Regions from separate parts of the Zea mays genome. Here region 2 is linked to region 1. Evidence: chromatin contacts called from public Hi-C data. All regions are on one chromosome and are shown on one strand. Each heading gives the region's core, a stretch centred on a gene start, on an enhancer-like site or on the middle of the called end of the contact. The rest is flanking DNA. Distances are from core to core; before and after follow the strand shown. Region 1 holds the start of LOC542304 (abscisic stress protein homolog). Region 2 holds the start of LOC100273549.

What was found. A called contact is a pair of places that touch in the nucleus more often than the background predicts.
Region 2: a contact with region 1 is called in a Hi-C map of endosperm, with 2.5 times the contacts expected there. The contact joins the promoter of LOC100273549 here to the promoter of LOC542304 in region 1. A contact is called at or near these places in 3 of 25 Hi-C or Micro-C datasets (bundle sheath, endosperm and tassel).

Annotation. Positions count from the first base shown.
Region 1 is chr10:8,665,407-8,669,075 of Zm-B73-REFERENCE-NAM-5.0, reverse strand. It overlaps LOC542304 (abscisic stress protein homolog), which reads left to right and starts at 1,658. Exons shown (of 2, transcript NM_001111891.2): 1 at 1,658-1,965; 2 at 2,097-2,504. The coding sequence starts at 1,735. The coding sequence ends at 2,282. It overlaps TRNAT-AGU (transfer RNA threonine (anticodon AGU)), which reads left to right and starts at 3,218; the gene lies at 3,218-3,291.
Region 2 is chr10:9,415,681-9,419,659 of Zm-B73-REFERENCE-NAM-5.0, reverse strand. LOC100273549 reads left to right here and starts at 1,411. Exons shown (of 15, transcript NM_001347205.1): 1 at 1,411-1,618; 2 at 1,796-1,905; 3 at 2,193-2,253; 4 at 2,339-2,659; 5 at 3,199-3,424; 6 at 3,539-3,651; 7 at 3,743-3,890. The coding sequence starts at 1,519.

The DNA of each region.
Region 1 (3,669 bases), core at 409-2,908:
AGCGCGCTGGGCTCGGACAGAAAACTAGGCACGGTGGGCTAGCCCGACACGACTCATTTACCTTTAAGCCTGTTAAGCCCGTTTTTACACTAAAACGTGTTTAACGGCCTGCTTAGCCCGTTTTTCGACCCGTTTAGACCCGCTGCGGGCTGGGCTCGGACAGAAAATCGATCCCGCGGGCTTAGACGGTCCGACCAGGTTTTCTAACCGTGTCTAACAGACCGGACCCAAAACGGGCCAGGTTTTAACAGGCCCGGACCGGGCAGGGCCGTTTGGCTATCTCTGGCATATAATGACAACATAGCGCACAACCGCAAGAAGAATATTTTGCGGTGGTTAAAGCGGGCGGCCGCGGGGTTTCATCCCTAGTGCTGCGACCTCATTGTGAAGTGTATAGATAGATTGACTAATTTTTTCCATCAACTTAAGCTTTTTAGATGACTGATCAATATGTTCACAAAAAAGATTTTCCTGCTTAAATATAGTAGATGTATATGCCTCATGAAGAATGCAATCATCTTTGACATGAATGGACACAGACTGTAGATGAATGTTAGTTTTTTTTGTCTCCATCAGTCGAATCCGCGGGACCCTAAATCGATCAGCGAAGAGGAATAAATATCTTCGGTTCAGGGTCGCCATCGGCATTCCGTGTCTTAATGCGAGGGAAGCTGTATCTTGGTAGCCTTTTGCATTATTTTTTTTTCCAACCGGCCGACACCGTCATCTTCTCCTCGTGAAAAGAGATATGATCCGGTTGCATTAGTACTAGATGTGTGGAAACAAATCATATGCCTGATATTTTAGGCGCTGGTGGTCGGTGTGAAAGAGCGAGAGGAGGAGGATGAGACTGAGAGGTGCAGCCGACATATGGGCACACGTGTCAAACCCATATAAAAGCTGGCTTCGGTGTGTGGGGGAAAAAACTGCTTTCCGGATATTCCAAGGATCATCCGTCTGCCCTGCCGACACTGTATCTCAGCTTGCTTCGACCACGAGCTCGGTGGGCCCTGCCGCCCAACTACATCTGTGGGCCCACCGCCCAAATAAGCTGCCCTGTCCGGTTGGGCAAGCAGTAAAGGTTTGGAACATGTTCGTTTGGTTTTAATTTATACTAGATTCTATTATTTTTATAGTATTTTTGTCTTTATGAATTACAACTCTAATAGTCAAACAACTGACTTTAATCTTAAACGATCTTAGAGGATGTTTAATTTACGAACTAATTTTTAGTCCATTTATTTTAGTTTAGTCTCTAAATTATTAAATATATAAACTAAAATAGAGTTTTGGTTTTCGTATTTAATAATTTATGGACTAAGCTGAAATAAAATAGATGGACTACAAATTTAGTCTCTAAAAATCAAACACCAACTTAGTAGGTTGAGTACCAGTTTTGTAACAATCTGTATTATCTTATAAGGGAATAATTGTATATTCGATCATGCAAATAGTTGAATCATGTATATAATATAAAGATGTTCTGTAGACGGTGCATATCGCTTCTAATTAATCATGTCTGAATTTTGATAATAATGATACGCGTACTGATTTCCACCACCGTCCATAATGCCATGCCAGCTCAGTCCACAGGGCCCCTCCATCCGGCTATATAAGACGATGAGCAACTGCCAAGCAACAAGCAAGAACAGCTGTCGATCCAATTGTCACTTGCTCTCCCTCCAACAAGCTAATTAAGGCCGGTCATCCCTCTTCTAGCTCGTTTCATTATCCATGGCGGAGGAGAAGCACCACCACCACCACCTGTTCCACCACAAGAAGGACGAGGAGCAGCTCGCCGCCGGCGGGTACGGCGAGTCCGCCGAGTACACGGAGGCCACGGTGACGGAGGTGGTGTCCACGGGCGAGAACGAGTACGACGAGTACAAGAAGGAGGAGAAGGAGCACAAGCACAAGCAGCACCTCGGCGAGGCCGGCGCCATCGCCGCCGGCGCCTTCGCACTCGTACGTAGTCCGTCCGATCCGATCCTCCTTGAGTAGTATATATATATACATACATGAACGAGAAAGAATAATATATATATTAATCGAACGAACTGAATGACGGTCACCTCGTGTGACGTGGACATGCACAGTACGAGAAGCACGAGGCGAAGAAGGACCCGGAGCACGCGCACCGCCACAAGATCGAGGAGGAGGTCGCGGCGGCGGCGGCCGTCGGCTCCGGCGGCTTCGCCTTCCACGAGCACCACGAGAAGAAGAAGGACCACAAGGAGGCCGAGGAGGCCGGCGGCGAGAAGAAGCACCACTTCTTCGGCTGATTGATCCTCCCGTATCGTCGTCCCTCCCCGTGTGCTACGCGTGCGTGTGAGAGTGATATCGAGCGCCCGCCGTGTTGTGCGCGCGTACGTATGTATGCGCTCGTGTGATGCACGAATAAGCGTGGCTACGTAATCTATCGTATGTATACGTGTGTGTATGCATGTGCTTGTGTATGATCGTGGTACGAGGACCGAAAAAATGTATGCAACTCTGATTTACTTACATGTTTAGTTGTTTACGTTTCTCCAAAAGTATTAGTACCCATTATGTTATATTTTACTATATTATATTTTATTGATTATTAAACTATGTATGGATGAAATTACTATTTCAAGCTGGTAGCTAGACCGAGATAAAACTCGTCCGTGTTGTTTTAACGGGTGTATTAATTTTATTCCAAGTTAAATATTGTTTACGAACCTAGAGAGAAAAAAACACGCACATATAGTATGAATCATATATGTCGGTTTTACAAAATGTATACATTTTCTAAATATGTGAATCGTATATATATATAGTATATGAGAGTACTGCGGCTAATTAAAGCTACCTGTACTACTAAGATCAAGAATAACACATATCTAAACTGCAAAAAAAAAAGATAGAATAAAACACCTTTCTAAAAATTTACGTACTCACAAGTTTAGAAAAGGACCACATACTCACAAGTTTTTTTTTTAAAAGGACCACATACTTGCATTTTATAATTATCTAAAAATTCATGTTCACATTTATAATAAAATTGTAAATGACGAATAAGCTGAAGAGTAAATAATGATCGGCATGTGAGATCTTGGTCTCTCATTATACCAGACCTATTCATTAACCACATTTGGATACGGAACAACAAAAAAATGTCTACAGATGGAACGTTTTGCAAGTTCATAACTTAACTTTTGATAACAATAAGTTGAACAAAACAAAAGAAACAAGAGCTTTCGTAGCTTAGTTGGTTAGAGCACCCGTTTAGTAAGCGGGAGGTCTTGAGTTCAACTCTCAACGAATGCATTTTTTTTATTTCCGTTACATTTTTAACAAATGAAATAAACATTTGAACGAGTCGCTTTGCTAAGAAGTTGCAGATGACGCAGCCTGACTTACAGGAGAACGCACATTTTTACGGGATAATCCATGATTATTGAGGTAAATAAAACCTGAGTTAAATAATTTTATCTACTTAGCAAAAATTTACGCGCACATAACTATATGTCGGTTTTAGAAAATGTTCCGTTACATTTTTTACAAATGAAATAAACATTTGAACGAGTCGCTTTGCTAAGCAGTTGCAGATGACGCAGACGAGAACGCACATTTTTAACATTTTTACGGGATAATCCATGATTATTGAGGTAAATAAAACCTGAGTTAAATATTTTTATCTACTTG
Region 2 (3,979 bases), core at 162-2,661, 750 kb before region 1:
TACCCCACCGAACACAAATCTATTGTCCCCCGGTATGCATATCATTTACACACCGATTGATACATGTTATATGTACGTGTGGTGCATATTACCTATGAGTTAAAGTGATGCCATGAGTTAAACTGATGATTGATGAATCGTGTCTGTGTGTTAAATTGGTCTATGTGACTATGATTGTGGATTAAACTAATGAACATGCGTGCGAATTGATGAGTGATAAGCTGTGTTCATTTGGTGTTATATTGATGTAATATGTGAAAACTATGAGTATAATTACTATTTCATATCGTCAAATTTATACGTACAAACTAAAGAATGAGTTCCTCCATATATGTATGTGTGGCTAGTTGTGTGACCACTACATGTAAAAACTTTTAGTGTGTTGACTAATCCTCCAAATGAGGTGAAGCTGGACGGGTATCCATTCTCTAAAAAGGAACCGTTGCAGCCCATCGATCAATCCGTAACAACAAATGGACGGGGCCTAAGTTTAGTTGAGGAGAAACAGAACTAGAATATTACCTGGACCGAGGTAGTGCCGACCTTGGGGATGTAAAAAAATAAAAATAAAAAATCGGCGCATGAGTGAGAGTGACTAACCAATCGAAGCCGGCGACGACGCTACATACCTGGACAATATAAATTAGTTTTGTAGAATTGTCTTTAAGTCAACATTGTGTACACATTTAACCAAATCCATAAATCAGTTCCGATCCAGTTACATCCTTGAGCTAGGCTAATGTGGTACGTTTTTTTTTTTAATTTGACCTAATTGCAGCCAACCTTGAGGCTAATGTAGTAAAGTACTACACTTTTTTTTAATCTGATCCAATCATGTCATCCCATGATTTTGTAGCTAAATATGTTACTTTATTAAATGAATTCCAATCTTTCTTAAATAAAGGAATCCAAACGCTCGTTAGTAAAATAGGGTTACCAAACTAACGACAGACACACTTGGTCGATAACTTCGGTATTAGAAGTAAAGTATTGATTGATACCGACACCCTGTAACTTTTTAAAGAAAACAAAAGAAAATTGTTATTGCACGCAAGGTGGTCGTCTTCGTTTTCATCGGCGTGCAAAACAGAACTTGATGACGAGGCCTTGGTAAAGTAAAGAAAGAGAACAAACCCTGTGTCGGAAGACACAGCAACCGCCGTCGCCCTCCCCCGCCAAAATCGCAACAAGAATGTCCACAAGCCACAGCCTTGTCTTGTCTTCTGTATCTACATCCTCTCGCAATTCCCCATCGTCTTCTACCCTTCTGTCCTCCGATCCCCACCCTCCGGTTAACTCCTCACCAAGAAAAAGGAACCGGCCGTCCTCGTTCCTGTCGTCGCTGTTCTTTCCTCGCCATTACCGGCGTATAAAACCAGCCCTCGGCCTGATCGCACAGCATCCGGCCAAGCGGGAGTAGTCCCTGTCGTCTGTCCACCACCCTCTGCGAGTACGTCTCCTCCTCCCGTCTGTCTCTCTCTGTGTGTCGGTCTGCCGTTCCCGCCGCCGCCGCCGCAGATGGGCCTGTTCAGCTCGCCGGCCAAGGTGTACAAGCCGGCCGCCGACGTGGACCTCGGCCCAGGCAGCGACGAGCTCTACATCAGCCCCAATGTCAAAGGTCTGCTGCCCGCTCATCCTGGAGAATTCTCGGTGTCCTCAACTCAGTCGTTCTATTAGTAGTAGAAGAGAATCTGTAATTCTGCTGATCTGAACCCAGTTCAGTTCAGTTCAGTGCTTGGAGTAGAAGAGAACTGAGAATTTTTTATCCCCCCCCTTGTCCTCGCTCGACCTCCAGCTCCTCGGGTCGCCGGGCTCCTGGTGAAGATCTTCGTGTGGATCCTGGAGATGCCCATCGTCGGGCAGATCGTGCTCTACATCCTGAAGAAGGACAACCTCATCAACAAGGTGCAAAGTCCATCCATCTCTATCCCCCTTCCGTGAAAACTCCGCTGAATTCAAGAATCAAACCTCTTTTCTGCCAACGCTTCCGTCAAACGAACTGAAAGTTTGGCCCCAAGTTTGACTAGTTCAGACGCTGCCTGCCTGCCTGCCTGTGAAACGAACTGAAAGGCAGCAGCAGCCATCAGCGGAAGGCACGGCACGTACGGCACTGTGGCGACAAGAGTGTTCTGCAGTATAGTTCAGCGTCTTCTCTGACCGCTTCTAATTGTACTTGTACCCACTGTTGGCAGCTGGTGTCCGACGCCGACATCCCGGAGCCGCCGCTGTTCACGGCATCGCACAGCTGGGAAGGTGCTCTGCTCTGCTCTGCTCTGCCGTCCCTGTCTGGCCTGACCGACCGAGCGAGCGCACTGACGGACTGTCGTTGCTGTTCCAGACACCCCGGAGCAGAGCGTGCGGCTGACCAAGCCCGACCTGTCGGCGGCGGAGCGGGTCCAGGAGGCCGTGGGCTGCCTCCCGGCGCGGCTGGAGGCCGCGCTGGCCGCCGACGCGCGCGGCATCAGGCGCTGGACCGTCCGCGACTTCTCCGACGCGTACAGGTCCGGCGAGGTGACGCCTGTCCAGGTGGCGGCGAGGTTCCTCGCGGCGGTGAGGGAGAGCTCGGGCCCTGGCGTGAGCAATATGGCCTTCTTCATCAGCTGCGACCCCGACGACGTCATGAGGCAGGCCGAGGAATCCACCCTCAGGTACCAGAGAGGTACTGTATACTACTACTACTACATTCCTGTGCATTTCTTTGATGGGTGAAAAAAGATGGTCAGGCAGGCAGCCTTTTGCTCTGACGACGGGTGGGAGAGCTTTCACTAGTTTGTCTGTAGCTCTTGGCTTTGCAACCAGCCAGCCGCCATTGCCGGTAGCAAGCAGTAAGTAACTAGCAGCCACATATAGGGAGGAGGACTGAGGAGGCGTACAAGAAAGAGAGTCGCCGAATTCTCTGAATCGGCATCTGAGAGAGTTGCAGGTCGAGTTGCTGGTGCCTCTGATCCTCCTGTCACTGCCTGGCGTAAAGCAGCAGCGAAGAAGCCGAGAGTTCTTCGCCTTCGCCTTCGCCTGCCTGCTCCATGCTTCCATCCGTATCGGCGGCTGGCGCATTCACTGCAGGCCGGCCGGAGTAGGCGGCGGGGCCCAGGCTGTGATAATAGCAATTGATTACTGCTGCTTTTGCAATCATTCGTCTCGTTGGTCAGCTGCGAGCGAGCGCGACGGACATGACAACATGACATGGTGTGCGTGCAGGGGCGCCGCTGTCCGCGCTGGACGGCGTGCTGGTGGGCGTGAAGGACGAGATCGACTGCCTGCCGTACCCGACCACGGGCGGGACGCGGTGGCTGGGCGCGGCGCGGCGCTGCGAGGCCGACGCCGCGTGCGTCGCGCAGCTGCGCGCCTGCGGGGCCGTCCTCGCCGGCAAGGCCAACATGCACGAGCTCGGCGCCGGCACCAGCGGCATCAACCCGCACCATGGGTACGCGCTGCTGTTCCGGGTCACGCGCCTTTTTTTTCTCTCTCTCCCTGTTCTGCGCCGTGCCTGAAACGTTGCGTGATGCGGCTCCGTCCGTCGTCCGCGTGCAATGTGCAGGTCGACGAGGAACCCGTACAACGCCAGCACGATCGCCGGGGGCTCCTCCAGCGGCTCCGCCGCCATCGTGTGCGCCGGCCTCTGCCCCGTCGCGCTCGGCGTCGACGGAGGCGGTGCGTGCGCGTGCTGATCTCCTCTGGCCTCTGCTGCAACAAACAAACTGACACTATCACACTAACCATGCATGCCGTGCGTCAATTGCAGGCTCCGTCCGGATGCCGGCGGCGCTGTGCGGCGTCGTCGGGTTCAAGCCCACCGCCGGGCGCCTCTCCAACGCCGGCGTCCTCCCGCTCAACTGGACGGTCGGGATGCCGGGGATCCTGGCGGGGACGGTCGAGGACGCGCTCATCGCGTCAGTCATTCTCATTGATCGCCACGCGCGCCTCGTTTCTTTCTTTCTTTCTTCAGCTGTTATTACCGAATCTCATCGTTTCCATCTGA